Regions from separate parts of the Rattus norvegicus genome. Here all the other regions are linked to region 3. Evidence: chromatin contacts called from public Hi-C data. All regions are on one chromosome and are shown on one strand. Each heading gives the region's core, a stretch centred on a gene start, on an enhancer-like site or on the middle of the called end of the contact. The rest is flanking DNA. Distances are from core to core; before and after follow the strand shown.

The links. A called contact is a pair of places that touch in the nucleus more often than the background predicts.
Region 1: a contact with region 3 is called in a Hi-C map of liver, with 4 times the contacts expected there. The contact joins the promoter of Rmi1 here to the promoter of Idnk in region 3. A contact is called at or near these places in 2 of 12 Hi-C or Micro-C datasets (hepatocytes and liver) and 1 of 1 datasets of contacts at active chromatin or transcription factors (oligodendrocytes).
Region 2: a contact with region 3 is called in a Hi-C map of mammary epithelial cells, with 2.8 times the contacts expected there. The contact joins the promoter of Kif27 here to the promoter of Idnk in region 3. A contact is called at or near these places in 3 of 12 Hi-C or Micro-C datasets (hepatocytes, kidney and mammary epithelial cells).

The regions. Positions count from the first base shown.
Region 1 is chr17:6,265,881-6,270,713 of GRCr8, reverse strand. Rmi1 (RecQ mediated genome instability 1) reads left to right here and starts at 1,463. Exons shown (of 3, transcript NM_001400626.1): 1 at 1,463-1,697. It also overlaps a transcript of Hnrnpk not described here.
Region 2 is chr17:6,302,310-6,307,202 of GRCr8, reverse strand. It overlaps Kif27 (kinesin family member 27), which reads right to left and starts at 2,214. Exons shown (of 18, transcript NM_198050.1): 1 at 2,159-2,214. Kif27l1 (kinesin family member 27 like 1) reads left to right here and starts at 1,836. Exons shown (of 1, transcript XM_008771479.1): 1 at 1,836-2,483. The coding sequence starts at 1,836. The coding sequence ends at 2,483.
Region 3 is chr17:6,492,863-6,497,712 of GRCr8, reverse strand. Idnk (Idnk, gluconokinase) reads left to right here and starts at 1,599. Exons shown (of 5, transcript NM_001037362.1): 1 at 1,599-1,652; 2 at 4,257-4,287; 3 at 4,488-4,574. The coding sequence starts at 1,603.

The sequences.
Region 1 (4,833 bases), core at 214-2,713, 230 kb after region 3:
ATGTTAGAAAGGCTGCCTCCCAACAATTTCGCCTCTTATTCAACTCTCCAAGACTGCAACCAAAGCGCTACAACTGGTCCGGTCAACTTGTGGTCCTACCAAACCAAGGACTAGCACAGAATATCACGGGTATCGCACTTATGACTTCTCCTATTCCAAAACGCCGGCTGCAAGTGTCTGTCACCCTGACGGTGACTTGAAACGCCGAGCCCGGTTACTCTGCTCAAGCTCCAGCTGCGAGGGCAAAGGGGTTCAAGCAAATGAGCACCAGGGTCTACGCAAGATAGTCGAGCCCTCGCCCTGTAGCCGCGGTCCCCGAAACCCGCTAGCACTAACAGGTCCGCCGAGCGACAGACAGCACGCGTCGTCCTCCCGCCCACGGCCCGGCCCCACGAAGCGCCCCGCTACCGTCGCCGAGCGGCGCGCCGAGGCTCTCCTCACCCGGACCCGACAGGAAATGGCGGCCCGCGTAATGGCGACTACGTGCGACTAGGCGGAGTCGCGCGAGACCCCCCTCCCCCACCCAGCACGCGGGCTCGCGAGCGCCCGTCCCCCGCACCTCCCCCACTGCCCGAGACAAAGCAGCCGCGGGAGCCGCGGCCGCCCCATCCGCCCCGCCGCGCAGCACCCCCACCTGGGGGAGGGAGGCCCACGCTGTGGAGGGACAAAGAGGGCGGCGGGGGCGCCGCGGCGCACGACACCCGCGAGCCCACCGGCCAGCCCGGCGCTCCCTCCACACTGGGCGCCCGGGTCCTAAGCCCACAGGCCTTTCCCCACCGGCCCCTGACACCATCTAGCCCCAGCACGCCAACTGCAGAGGCACGCTCGGGGAAATGGCGGCGGTGGGGGAGGGGAGCCCGGGCAACGTTCCCCGGCCGGCCATGACCGGCCCGAGCGCCCCCACGACAGCCGACTAGGGGTCCGGCCCCGCTCCCGCAAGCGCGGCTCGCCCGGCCTTGCTCACCGCGCGAGTCCGCCGTTGCCTCCCGGCCGCGCCGCCTCCGACGGTCGGTCACTGCTAGACAGAGAACGAGGACAAACCCCCTCCCACCTCAGCGTCGCGCCCCATTGGCTGCCCAGGCTTCGGCGGTGGTGCGAGGGCGAAGCGATTGGCCCAAGGCCGCGTCAATTACGGCGCCGAGAACCCCGCCTTCCGCCGGCGACTCCCTTTGGGCTGTAAGGCCGCGGGCCTGAGAAAACCCGGGTGTGGGGAGAGCCTGAGCCGCCATCCCGGGGCGCCAACCCGCACCCGGGACTCGCCACCCCGAAGCCCCAATCGCCCCGATACCTACAGGCCGCAATCGAGTGGGAGACGAGCACGACGGCGACGTCTGTGCAGCGGAGAAGCAGAGGATAATGGCGTCTGCAGCGCTGTCGCCTGGAGCGCCCTCCTCCTTTCTCGTTCGCGCACTCTGTAGTGAGGGGGAGGGGAAGTGACAATCCTCTCGCGAGACTTGGGCGGGCTGCTCACGTGTGCGGGGAAAGGGGGCGGCCGCGGGGGATTTTCGAGCCCCGAGGGAGTTGGGCGGGGGCTGGAGGAGGAGGAGGGACGCCCGAGCGCGGCGGATTGGGCGGGAAGAAGTGAAAAGAGAGGGGAAGAGAAAACCCTAGGAACAGGAAAGGGAGAGCACCGGGCGGCGCGCGGCCCCGGGATCACGCTACTGCCGCTGTCGTGCGAGGCGAGGCGGCAAGGCCAGGTCGGTGCTCGGCCCGGGTTCCACCGCTGACCGTCGGGTCTCGCTCGATCCCCCCCTCCCTCCCCGCGCTGCGGACTCTGCGCCCCTCCGCGGCGCCCGGGAAACCCGCTTCGCTAACGGCTCGCCCGGCGGGGAGGGCGGGGGAGGTCTGGAAGCGGCGCCCCTCAGCGCCAACTCTGAGGGGGCCCGAACGCACTTCCGTGTTGGGCCGAGCGTCCGGGCAGCCGCGCTCCTCCCGGGAAAGCTCGCACGCACGCAGGCTGCCCGGCCGCGGCCGGGCCACCGGGGGGAAGGGTCACTGTGGGCGCTCCCCTCCCTACTCACCCTCACGGCGGTCTTCCAACGGCCCCAAAGTCTTGCTGAAGTGTCAAGATGTTCGTCTGTGGAAGCGGTCTCCAGTCAGGGAGGCGTTTGTGCGAGTGCACCCCGTCCTACCCTTCCCTTGAATAATCCCAAAACACGTACAGCTGCACCCTTTTAAATAGCTCTGCCATCTCGCAGTTGAGCCATTCTTTACCTAGCTGGCAGAGGAGACTGGGGACTCGGCGAGGCACAAAGTGAGGGTGGTCTTGCTTTGAGGCAACTTAAGGCATCCCCGACTGTCTCCGGGTTTATTATCTAGATCTCCTGTCCCCGCCTCTCAAATGCTGGCATCGAAAGGGTGTGTCCCCACTCCTGGCTCAAGTTTTAATACCTTGGGTTCTTGAGATGGAGTCTCAAAAGATCCTCTACTTCCCAGGGCCCAGATTAAAGGCGATCACAACCATGGCCAGCTAAATTAGTATTTCTATTACATTTTCCCGCCATGAGGCAGTTTCTCTGCGTAGCCCTGGCTGGCTTGGAACTCAGAGATCCGCCTGCCTCTGCCTTTGCACAGCGTCCACCGCAGCCACCACAACCCGGCTAAAAACTTTTTTTTTTTTCCTTTTTAGTTAAGGGGAAGCGGGAATCTGAAGGAAACTGTTCAGCAGTTTTCTTGACTAGACTCTGGGGAGAGATTGCTTCCTCTAGATTGTGTGGCGGGACTGTTCTTGCCCCCAGCTACACCCGTTTGTTTTCCTCTCTCTCACTTGGTAGGTTTTCTCTTTGAGTAATCAAAATCTGTCTTTTTGCCATCCTTCATTTTCTATTTAGAGTTGGAAGTTTTCATTATTAAAACCCCAGGCTGCCTATCTATCTCACTGGCATAACCCTTAGAGTGTGGAGGCCCCAAACTGGGGTGGCACAACAAAGCCCGTGACAGTTTGCTGCATTTAGTGGCTCTGGCTACGCCGGGAGTTAATGGTTAAATGGTATAGTCCAATACTTTAGTGTCAATTCGGATCCGGTATTACTTAGCTGTGGGATTTATTATCATTTTCCAATAGCTGGCTGGGATAATATTTAAAACACTATAGGCACCATATCCTGAGTTCTCTCCTGTTTGCCACTTTAACAGTTTAATGCTTATTACAGTACTTTGAGTAAGTTGTGGTTGTTTTATGTATGAGGGAGTTTTTTGAAAAGTAGAGTAAACTATGGTGGTTCTTGCCTTTAATTGAAGCAGCTGGGAGGTGGAGCTGCCAAGGCCGCTCCTGATGATGTAAATTTCATCTCTAGAATGGGGGAAGAGAACTGACTCTCAAGTTGAACTCTAAACTCCACACATGCATATATAAGGAAAAATATTGAGGATAAAAACCATATCCAAGGTGACAGAAACAGAGCTGGGTTACACACTCCTAAATGGAATTGTCTCCTTATTTTATTTTTTTTTCCCTCAAGACAGGGCTTCTCTGTGTATCCCTGGCTGGAGCTCCCTCTGTAGACCCAGGCTGTCCTCAATCTCAGCTTCGATTGCCTCTGCCTCCGAGTACTGGGATAAAGAAGTGTGTTGCTGCTGGCCAGTCCGGCTTCATGATCACTTACGTCAGTGCTAATACATCACTTTTTACCTCTGACTTTCTTTTTGGATTACCTTCCAAGAATCCTGAAGTTATCTTGGTGTCTTTAACAAGTCAAAAATAGGTGTTTTTTTCTTTTTTTTAACATATTGGATGTGTGACTGTGCACACATGGCTATACAAGCAAGTGGGAGCCACAGCCAGCCTTGTGGAGTTGGTTCTCTCCTCTACCCATTGGACCATAGGAGTGGACTCATTTATTACGTTTGGTGGCAGGACCTTTACCCTAAGCCATCTTCCTGGCCCAACTTAATTTTTAGAAGAAAATAGAAACATAAAATGAATATAAATATTTGTTACTGATTTAAGATCTCACCTATTGATTGAACATCACATACAATATCTAGGGATAGTATTCTATTAAAAAATTTGAATCTGATTGAAAACTAATCATGGAGTCAAGTATGCCTAAACCTTAGTGGTAAGTAGTAGAATTTTCCTGCTTTGTTCTGTTTTATTCTTAGTAGTTTTTAGAATGTAGATAATGTATTATTAGCAAAATCTATCAGGTACAAAAGTTAATAAGTATTTTTTCTTACCGTAAAATTGGTGAGGACTAAGTTTTGTAATTTTATGTCACTATTATGCTAAGGAAATACTAATATATTTTCATGTCATTGAATAGTTCCTAAAAAAACGTTAGAGCTGGGTGTGATAGTATATTCCTTAATCTTAGAACTTGGAAGGCAGGCCCAGGTAGATCTTTGAGTGTAGACCAGTCTGATCTACATAGCGAGTTCCAAAGCCGCGGAACAGAAAGGCCCTGTCTCAACAAAATAAAACTTCAAGATCTGGAGGGATGGTTCCCGGGCTAAGAACATACACTGCTCTTCCAGAGGGTGGGAGTAACTGACAGCAGTGTGTAACTCCCAATTGCAGGAGTCCTGATGCCCTAACTCCTTGAGCACCTGCTCTCATATATGTACCTCCCCCTCTCCCGCATATACCCCACACCACCCCCACACAGACACACTTAAAAAAAAAATCTTTGAAGATTACACAGCCTTCTATTTCATGAACATAATGTACATTTTTGCTTGATAACATTCAAAGCCCTTGTCAGATAAATATTCCGATGTCTTTTCTCTTTTCCCTTCCCTTCTCCTCTCCCCTTTCCTCCTAAATCCTAGAGATTGTGCCCAAGGCCACAGATACACCTTGTTTTTGTCTTTCCAATCTTTTAATATTGGTTC
Region 2 (4,893 bases), core at 965-3,464, 190 kb after region 3:
TATAATAAGAGTCTTCCTACACCAACTACCATGACATAATCACCTGTGGGCACCTTGGAGGCCCAGAGGTCTAGATGCTGGCATTGAGCCACAGTCACACGTATTTGGCTCCAGAATAAACTGTTTCTTATGCCTTCTCAAGGTGACATGTTTTTGTATCAGCAGTTTCTGATGCCTTACTATGAGACCCAAAGGATGATCCAATCCTCTTTTACACAAGTCATCACCCAGTTTGGCCCTGGGGACCTCTTATACTCAGTGTTCACACAGGACCTCCTCAAGTGGATATCACTGAGTCCTTTCTGAGGCTCAGGCCTCCCTTGGTTTGGTGCACTGGTTTATCCCAGGCTGGCTGTTTAGATTTCTCTTCTGCTTCCCACAGCACTTGTTTTATGACCATGCTGAAAAGAGCCAGTGTGATGGGGAAGGTTCTTTGGAAAAGCAGGTCCTAAGATTATCACCATTGGGCAGCAAATAACACTTCCTGAACTACTTGGTACGGAAATACTGTTTGGTTCTATACAGTTTCTCACTCTGGTTTGGAACTCAGAGCAATCCTGCTGTCTCCACCTCCCCAGCCCTGCCGTTACACATCACCTAACAGCTGTGGAAATGTGACGGTGATAAATTAATATTCATCAACCTTTAAAAAACAAACAAACAAAAAAAAAACCCCAAAAACCTCAGCTCCTGTAAAAATGAACAGCCAGAAGAGGTTCACCACAAAAATCCTCTATGTCACAGTACTAAATCTCAGGTCCTTTGGGCTTCAATATCCCAGAGTCAACAAACTATCTTTAATGGGGGGTGGGGGGTGGGAGGGGTGACACGGACAGACACACAAAGCTTGGCAGTTTCAATTATTCTAATCAAATCTTTAACAATAACAAAAACAACAACAAAATGCTCATATGTATGGTAAACACTTATATCCTAAAGCACTCTTAAAAAAACAACAAAAAAAAAAAACCCAAAAACCCTCTGGGATGCAGTTTGCATAACAGTCATATAGATTAGATCACTTTTTTTATATCATCTCCAATAAGGCAAAAGTCACTGTCTGGGCCAATGAGATGGCTCAGCCGTAAAGGCACTTGTGGCCACAGGCCTGACAACCTGAACTCAATCTCTGGAACCCACATAGTACAGGTAAAGAACTGACAGTTGTAAGTTGTCATGTGACCTCCGCAAACTCACTCTCTCATACACACATAAAAGTTCTTATTAAAAAGGTTATGTTATGCTGAACCTAACTTCTTTGGATAAAATTGCTAATTTGAAAATACCCACTGGCCCAGGGGTGGTGATGCACGCCTTTAACCCTAGCACTCAGGAGGCAGAGTCAGGAGGATCTGAGTTCTAATTGGAGTTTGGTTTTTTGTTTTTTTTGTTTTTTGTTTTTGTTTTTGTTTTTGTTTTTGTTTTTTGGTGAAGTTAGTGTTGACATAAGCAGTGTGGCCATATAACACAGTTAGAATTCGCCTACTGTAATCCTAAGAAGTAATATGGTGCATAAATATATAGATAATATTCAGTCCATTTTTAAAAGCCTGTATGTGACAGTTATTCTTCAGATTCAATTTAGTCCTGTGTACTGTCAGATTTTTTTTTTTTTAAATCAGCAGGGAAATCTGATTGGCTGGTAATATTTGAGGGGGACGGACACATTTTTTTTTTAAATGTGACCAAATGCAATGTAAGCATTGGACGTTCTGTCTTGTCATTTGCTAGGAATGGGGTCTTAAACTACCGGCTTCCCGGGAGGTGGCGGGCGTGTAAAACTTGTGGTCTGCGAGTTGTCAGTTCTCTCTCGAGAAGCGTCGCGGCAGATAACGATGCTCGCAGCATCTCACGGCTGCATTACGGAGCCTGAGTGTGAGCCTGGAAACGGGGAAACAGACCCGGGCGGGCAGCGGACACCGTCCCTCAGAGCCTCGCCGCACCGAGGCTTCCCTCGCGAAGGCAGGCACACCGCGGCGCCATCCTCACGCCGCAGCCGCGCGCCCTGCCGCCCTCCGGCCCGCGCCCAGGCCCCGGCTGCTACCTCAGGACGCCCCGCTCCGTCCGCCGCTCGCCCGCCGCGTCCGCGACCCTCAGCGGGGCCGCCGCAGGCCGGGTGCCGCCGGCTTCGCGCCCCTCGGGCCCGCGGCGCACCGACCGGCTCGGGACAGCCCAGGTCTTCGCAGGCTAGCGCCCCACGCCGCGGCCTTCCTCCGCCCTCCGCGCCCACGCCTTTTGTTGTCACCAGTTCTCCCGGCAACGGCGCAGCACGCCTCCCGCCACCCCTCCGCGACCCCGCCCCCCACTGGCTCCGCCCCAAGCCGTGCCCGCCCTACGTAGGCCCAGGTTCACGCAAAACCTGCCTGCAGTCTCCGCCCCCACAAGCTCCGCCCCATGGCTCCGTCCCGCCCCAAGGCTCCGCCCTGCGGCCGCCCTTTGGTGGAGTCCCCTATCTATCCCCCTGCCCCAGGAGCCTTCTCTGAGCATCCCAGTAAACACACACAGGATGTGCGACAGCTTGACTTTCGGTACCCAGTACCACCTCAGGCAGTTCTGCTTTGAGACAGGGTCTTATGTAGCGCAGGCTACTTGAGTGCCTCTTCTTCCCACCCCCCCACCCCTGGGTCCTTATGTCTCTGGGGTCCTAGGTCCTCAGGCACCTGCCACCTCACTGCTTATATGGTGCAGGGAACTGGAACCAATCATCATGTACATAGTGATAATGCCTTTCAACTTTGACCTGTTCCATTAACAGAGATAATTTGAAAACTCAACACAGAGGCTCAAGCCTGAGACAGTCTGTGAAAAAAACAAAAACAAAAACAAAAACAAAAACAAAAAAAAACCCAAACCCTGCTGTATGACTCAATATATGTGTGTGTGTGTGCGTGTGTGTGTGCATGTGTGTGTGCACGCGTGTGTGTGTGTAATTACATAAATGAGAACAAATGTTTCACGAAACACTCGCCAGCTCTGATCCTATTCTACTCAACTTTTCTTAATGTTGACCACAACCCGAAAATCCACTTCACTGGCACGAAGGAGTGCAGTACAGTGGTTGGGCATGCGTTTAGAATACACAAGGCACAGAGTTCACTCTCCAGGACTTCTTCCTCAGACAACCAACTTCATAACTCAGTAACAGAACGCAGCCTGCAGTTTAACGTACTTCGGTGTTCAGTGGAAATCGAGCTGAAGATGAATCACATAAGACATTTCCTACACGACATCGATGGCTGCTGCTGTACCTTGGCGTCTTAGTTGGGGCTGATGTTGTGGTGAAACAGCTTGACCCAAAACACCTTGGAGAAGAAAGGAAACCTGTTTGTTTGGCTTCCTTGTCCTGAATCACAGACCCTGGAGGAAAGAAGCCCGTGAGGGAACTCAAACTCGGCAGGAACCTGAAGACAGGAGCTGATGCAGAGGGGGTGCTCCCCATGGCTTGCTCAGCCTGCTTTCTTTCAGAACCTAGGCCACGTGACCCCACCCACAGTGGTCTAGGCCCTCCCCCTCAATCACTACAGGCTTGCCTGCGGTCCAATCTTATGGAGGCATTTTTCTCAGTTGAGGTTTTCTGCTCTCCGATGACTGCAGCTTGTGTCCAGTTGACTTAAAACTAGGACCCTTTGGTTTAAATGTGCTGTTGAGAAGTGACTGGTTGTCTCATCAAGTATCTAAAATCCATCCTTGAGGAAATAACGAGGCACTACCCCTACCCTTTTCTTTTACCTCCTGGTCAGGAGGTAGACAGTTTGCTCCTATAGCCACGAGCTGCTGTCTCCTGTTGCCTGACCACAGCTCAAAGCAGTGGTGGCGCCAACTGACTATGGACCGAAACCTGTAAAACCAATGGAAGCCTCAAGCCAATGGGAACTCCTGTCACTACGGGTCTCTGTGAACTATTTATCTTAGGCTTGTCCTTGTTACTGTTTCTATTGCTGTGAAGAGACACTTCTGCTGAAGCAATCATAAAAGAAAGTATTTCACTGGAGGCTCACTTACAGTTTCAGAGGTTTGGTCCATTACTATTGTGGCAGGGAGCGCAGCAGTGTCAGGCAGGCAAGGCCGTGGGACCGGAGCTGAGAACTCATACTTGGGATCCACGAGGTGCAGGCAGAGAAGACGAGACCAGGCCTTAGAGAGGACAGAATGCGCTTATGCTCACAGACGAGCACTGGAGAAGTCAGGGAAGCTACACTCACAGGCATCCTTCAAAGGACGGCGATGTTAACCTGTCTGCCTCCTGGAGTGCTGGGAAGGCAACCAAGTTTACAACCTAGTGATCCTTTGCTGTATGGTGAGCCAGGCTATGCCCATAGCTTCCAGAATTGGTTTTTTTCTTTTCTTTTTTTCTTTTTTTTTTTTTTTTGGTTCTTTTTTTTTCGGAGCTGGGGACCGAACCCAGGGCCTTGCGCTTCCTAGGTAAGCACTCTACCACTGAGCTAAATCCCCAGCCCCTAGAATTGGTGTTTTTCTTATCCCAGACTCTTTCCCCCTAAACCTTTGAGCATTACCAACGTCTAGGCTCGTCCATCCTTATGAGTGATGTCACACGTCCTTTACAACAGCCTAAGTGAATGTTATCTTAGGGCCAGACCAGTCCGGACACCTACAAGCATTATGTTTACCTCAGCCAACATACCGGTCATAACCCGTTGAACAACCCTTTCACAGGGATCGCATAGCAGATATTATTTATATCTTAATTCATCACAGTAGCAAAATTACAGCTAAGAAGTAGCAACAAAAATTATTTTATGGTTTGGGGTTGTCACAAAATAAGGAACTGTATCAAAGGGTTGTAGCATTAGGAAGGTTGAGAAACATTCTTCTAGACCCTAAACCTTGGGAAATATCTCTGAGCTAACAATACCCACCGTTGTGAAAGACACC
Region 3 (4,850 bases), core at 350-2,849:
CAGAAGAATGGGAAAATTCTTAGGTTATGAAAACCCTCTCCACAAATTAATTATTTTTTAATTACATTTTCTAAGTGGTCAATGGACAGATGTGTTCACTGACCAGTGACATCTAATTTCTACCACACTGATGGTTCATGAAATTAAAAAGAACACCCAGACCTGGGCATGGTGGCACATCTTTAATCCTAGCACTCAGGAGGTAGGAGTAGGTGGACCTCTGAGTTCCAGGCCAGTGTGGTCTACAGAATGAGTTCCAGGACAGCCAGGGCTACAGAGAGAAACTCTTACTTGAAACAACATCCTCTCTCTCTCTCTCTCTCTCTCTCTCTCTCTCTCTCACACACACACACACACACACACACACTCATACACAGAGGGAGGGAGAGAGAGAGAGAGAGAGAGAGAGAGCAATCGGTTCTCCATTGCATCCTCTTTAAAGATCAACAACGGGTTGAAGAGATGGCTGACTGCTTGTTCTTCTAGAGGACCCAGATTCAAGTCCCAGCACCCACGTGGCAGCTCACAACTGTTCTGTAACTCCAACTCCAGGGGATCCAACAGTTTCATGTATTCATGAAGGGAAGCACCAATGCACATAAAAAAAAAAAAAACTTTAAACATTATTTTAAAAACAAAACCAACAAAAAGCCCAGGGTCTTAGTATGTAGCCCAGGCTGGCCTAGATCTGAAGAGCTAGCTCTGCCTCCCTGAGTGCTGGGATTAAAGGTGTTACCGAGTTCACTGTTCAATGACCCACTTAGAAAAAGGCCACCTGCGCTCTTCTTTTTTCTGTTTTCTGAGTCCTGACCCTTGTGTGTACTAGGTAAATGCTCAACTATGAGCTACATGCTAGGCCTCAGTGTGTCCTCACGGTCCCTGTGTAGCCAAAGTCCACCCCAGGCTTAATGTACTAGGGAGGCAGAAGCAAGCAGATCTTTGTGAGTTTGAGGCCAGCTTGGTCTATGTAGTGAGTTCCAGGACAGGCAGAGGTAAAGCTGACTGAGAGAGAGAAAGAGGGGGAGGGGGGAGAGAAAGAGAGAGAGAGAGAGAGAGAGAGAGAGAGAGAGAGAGAGAGAGAGAGAGAGAAAATGTTTCAAAAAACAAAGCAAACAGAAACACACCTAAGAGTTAGATACTTGGATAAGCTTTTGCACACAGAGCGAAAGATGCTGGACCATGGCGTGAAGCTGCGGCTGGTGCATGCCTGCTCAGCTGAGGCCGCACTGGGGGAAAGCACCTTTCTACCCCTGAACATCAGTCAAGCTTGTCTCTTCCATTTTAACCCTTGAGCTTTTTCGGGTTAGAGAGAAGAAAGGGGAAGCAAGCTCTTTTTTGTTTGGTTGTTTTGTTGTTGTTGTTTGAAATGAGTCTCTCTCTCTCTTTTTTAAAGATTTGTTTATTTAACGCACATGCATACACTGTCGCCCTGATCAGACACACCAAAAGAGGGCACCACGATCTTCTGGAAACCCCAGCAGGAACCCTCTGGGGCTGCACCACCCAGCGGTCAGCGCAGGAGCGGAGGGGCGTGGTCTATGATGTCAGTGTTTGGGCGGGACCTGTCCCGGAAGCAGGTGCTGAGGACCGGGGAGCAGGGACATGGAGACACCCGGGGTGCTGCTGGTGATGGGAGTGAGCGGCTCTGGGAAGTAGGTCGTAGGGGCAGCGGGTGGGTGGAAGCTGGGAGGCTGTGGGGGGCCGGAGCCCTGGGGGCCACGCCATCGCCGCCCCTGCCGAGGACCCCCGCTCTCCTGCCCCCCTGGCAGCTCCCCAGAGTCACCACGGGTAAAACACAAGAGGTCCTGTAGACAGTGGCTAGCGACCCTTCTCATCCTTTAGTCTTATAAACCTGAGCCTGGTGGCATCTTGCAGAACAAGGTGGGAGGGTGCGAACCCCAAACCAAGAGGCAAACCTCGCCATGGGCAGATGGTCTCCCTCCTAGGTGAGTTTCTGGATTCTTCCAAATAGGTTTTGAAAAGTGAAGAGCAGCCTTGATCATGTTCCTGCTTAGGCTGGAATGCTCACATGCGAAGTGCTGCTAGAACTCTGCAAAATAAGCAGTTTCTTCTCAGTCCAGTGCTGGGAAGTTCAGAAGTAAGCAAGCGGTAGGCATTAGCTTTATAGACGCCTACCTGCGAGATTCTTTGAACTGAAGGTAAAGTGGGACAGAGCCCAGATCCATAGGTGTAACCCGGTGGTGGATTGTCGTGCAGAGGTTCAATCCCTGTACCACAGAATGAACAAACCCCAGAGGCGAAACTAGGAAGTCCGTCCATTGTGTTCACAGTCTCTTCCCAGAAACCCTTTCTCTTCCATCCAGAACCACACCTAGCCCATAGTAAGTGCTCTGGTTGTCTCTGTGGTAGAGACCGAAGGACAAGTCTGAGAGCATTACCTGTGTTTGTTTTCTGATGGAGTGACTGGACTGGGCTGGTTTGGAAACAGAGTTAGGGGCTGGGAACTCGACGGAGGCGCTGGAGGCGCTCGAAGAGAACTCAGTTGAGTGACAGGTACTGCAGGGTGAAAAACTTAGGGGAGCTCTGCAGGAGAGGTGGTGGAGGGTGCTGACGGCACGGGATCCATCTCTGCTCCTGCTGGTGTTTGTTTTCTATCTACGGAGTTTTTGCCTGCAGTTTGTCTGAGTGCCACATGGGGTGCAGTGCACAAGGTGGCCAGAAGAGGGCACCAGAGTCCGTGCAATGGGAGCTTCATACAGATGGTTGCAAGCTGCCTTGTGGGTTCTGGGAACCAAACCCAGAGTCCCCTGGAAAATCAGCCAGTATTCTAACTGCTGAGCCACCTCTCATTGTGTGCGTCTGGATAGCTAACAGGGCTCCGAGGTGTTTATGGGCCCCCGAAGTTTACACAGTGTTCTGGCATTTAAACTTTTTATTAAACCCCCTGCTTTGGATGTGTCAATCACACGTCAGGGAAGGCCCCATGCCGAGGCCAACACAAAACAAAATCAATAGTACTTAAAAAAAAAAAAAAAAAAAACAATTTCTTGAATCTTTGATAAAAGTACCATTTTCTTCATTCAGTGTTCTCTCTCCAAGTATTTATACAGGACAGAGTTTCTCTGTATAACAGAACCCTGGCTGTCCTGGACTCACATTGTAGACCAAGTTGGCCTCAAACTCAGAGACCCACTGCTTCTGCTTCCTAGTGCTGGGATTAAAGGTTTGCAGCCACGACCCCCAGCTGTTTTTGGGATTTTGAGTCAGCATTTCCGTGTGCCATCCAACTGGCCTAGAACCAACTGTCCCCTCTCCTGCCTCCACTTCTTTTTTTTTAAGTTATTTATTTTATGTATAGGAGTACACTATAGCTCTCTTCAGACACACCAGAAAAGGGCATCGGATCCCATTCCAGATGGTTGTGAGCCCCCATGTGGTTGCTGGGATTTGAACTCAGGACCTCTGGAAGAGCAGTCAGTGCTCTTAACCGCTGAGCCATCTCTCCAGCCCCCTGCCTCCACTTCTTATATCTACCACAAAGCTACAAAACACTGATTATTGAGGGGGGGGAACTTTTTTTGTTTTGTTTTGTTTTGTTTTTGTTTGTGTGAGGGAGTGAGAATTGTTTTTCTTCTCTTTTTTAAAAAAATTTATTTATTTTATGTATTATGAGTACACTGTGGCTGTCTTCAGACACACCAGAAGAGGTCATCAGATCCCATTACAGATGGTTGTGAGCCACCAAGTGGTTGCTGGGAATTGAACTCAGGACCTTTAGAAGAGCACTCTTAACCACTGAGCCATCTCTCCAGCCCTGGGAATTGTGTTTAAAGACAGTATCTACATAAAACAGCCCGTGTAGGCCAGAGATCTACTTACAGAGATCCTCCGGCCTTTGCCTCCAAGTGTTGGGATATCAGGTGTGTGCCACCACACCTGGCCACCCCTGGCTCAGAGTAGATCTGATACATTGCTTTCCTGCTAATACATCTTCACTGGTATTCTTTTTTTTTTTTTTTTTTCCGGGGCTGGGGACCGAACCCAGGGCCTTGCGCTTGCCAGGTAAGCGCTCTACCACTGAGCTAAATCCCCAACCCCTTCACTGGTATTCCTAAGGACGGTGAAGGCCGCCTCTAGACGCCATGGCTAAGGTCGTGTCTGCTTTAGAACCACAGAGGGGCCTGCATCTTAGTACCGTAAGTCATGACAGTTGTGCCTCTCTCAGAACAGCTCTCAGAACGGGTGGTACTCACCCGTGTTGGGCAGAAATAGCATCACCTGTATTCTCTCCACAGATCCACTGTGGGTGCGCTGCTGGCCAACAAGGTAATTCCCCTCGCCAACTGTGTTCTTGTCCACGGCTTCCTCCCTTTCCGTTTCTTCCTGGTGGTGATAAATCAAAGTTATCAGTGGGAGAGGGGCCACCTCAGAGCAGTGATATCTACACCTGCCCGACAGTAAGCTCCCGGTGACTGTCACAAGGGCCATCTTGCTGACGCTATATATCTTTCCTTTTGTTCCTAAAGCTGGGATGGAAATTCTATGATGCCGATGATTACCACTCTGAGGAGAATCGGATAAAGATGGGGAAAGGGGTACCACTGAATGACCAGGTAACACTGGCTATGAGAGCCTAACATCGCTGCAACACGCTTCCACATCAGTTAGCCTAGAACCTGAACTTCCTCCGTGAATTCAACTCCAGGAATGAACCACCTCTGCCCTCCCTGGATGCAGCCTGCCACAGCTCTTTGCAGATTTTAATCTGCAGAGGCTCCCTTGTGCTCATACAGGGGAAGTTAGCGCCTCCTGGTCCTTTCACCTCTCTCACACCACCAAGTTCTGGTGAATTCCAGCCCAAGACCACAGTGATGGTGCAAACTCCGATG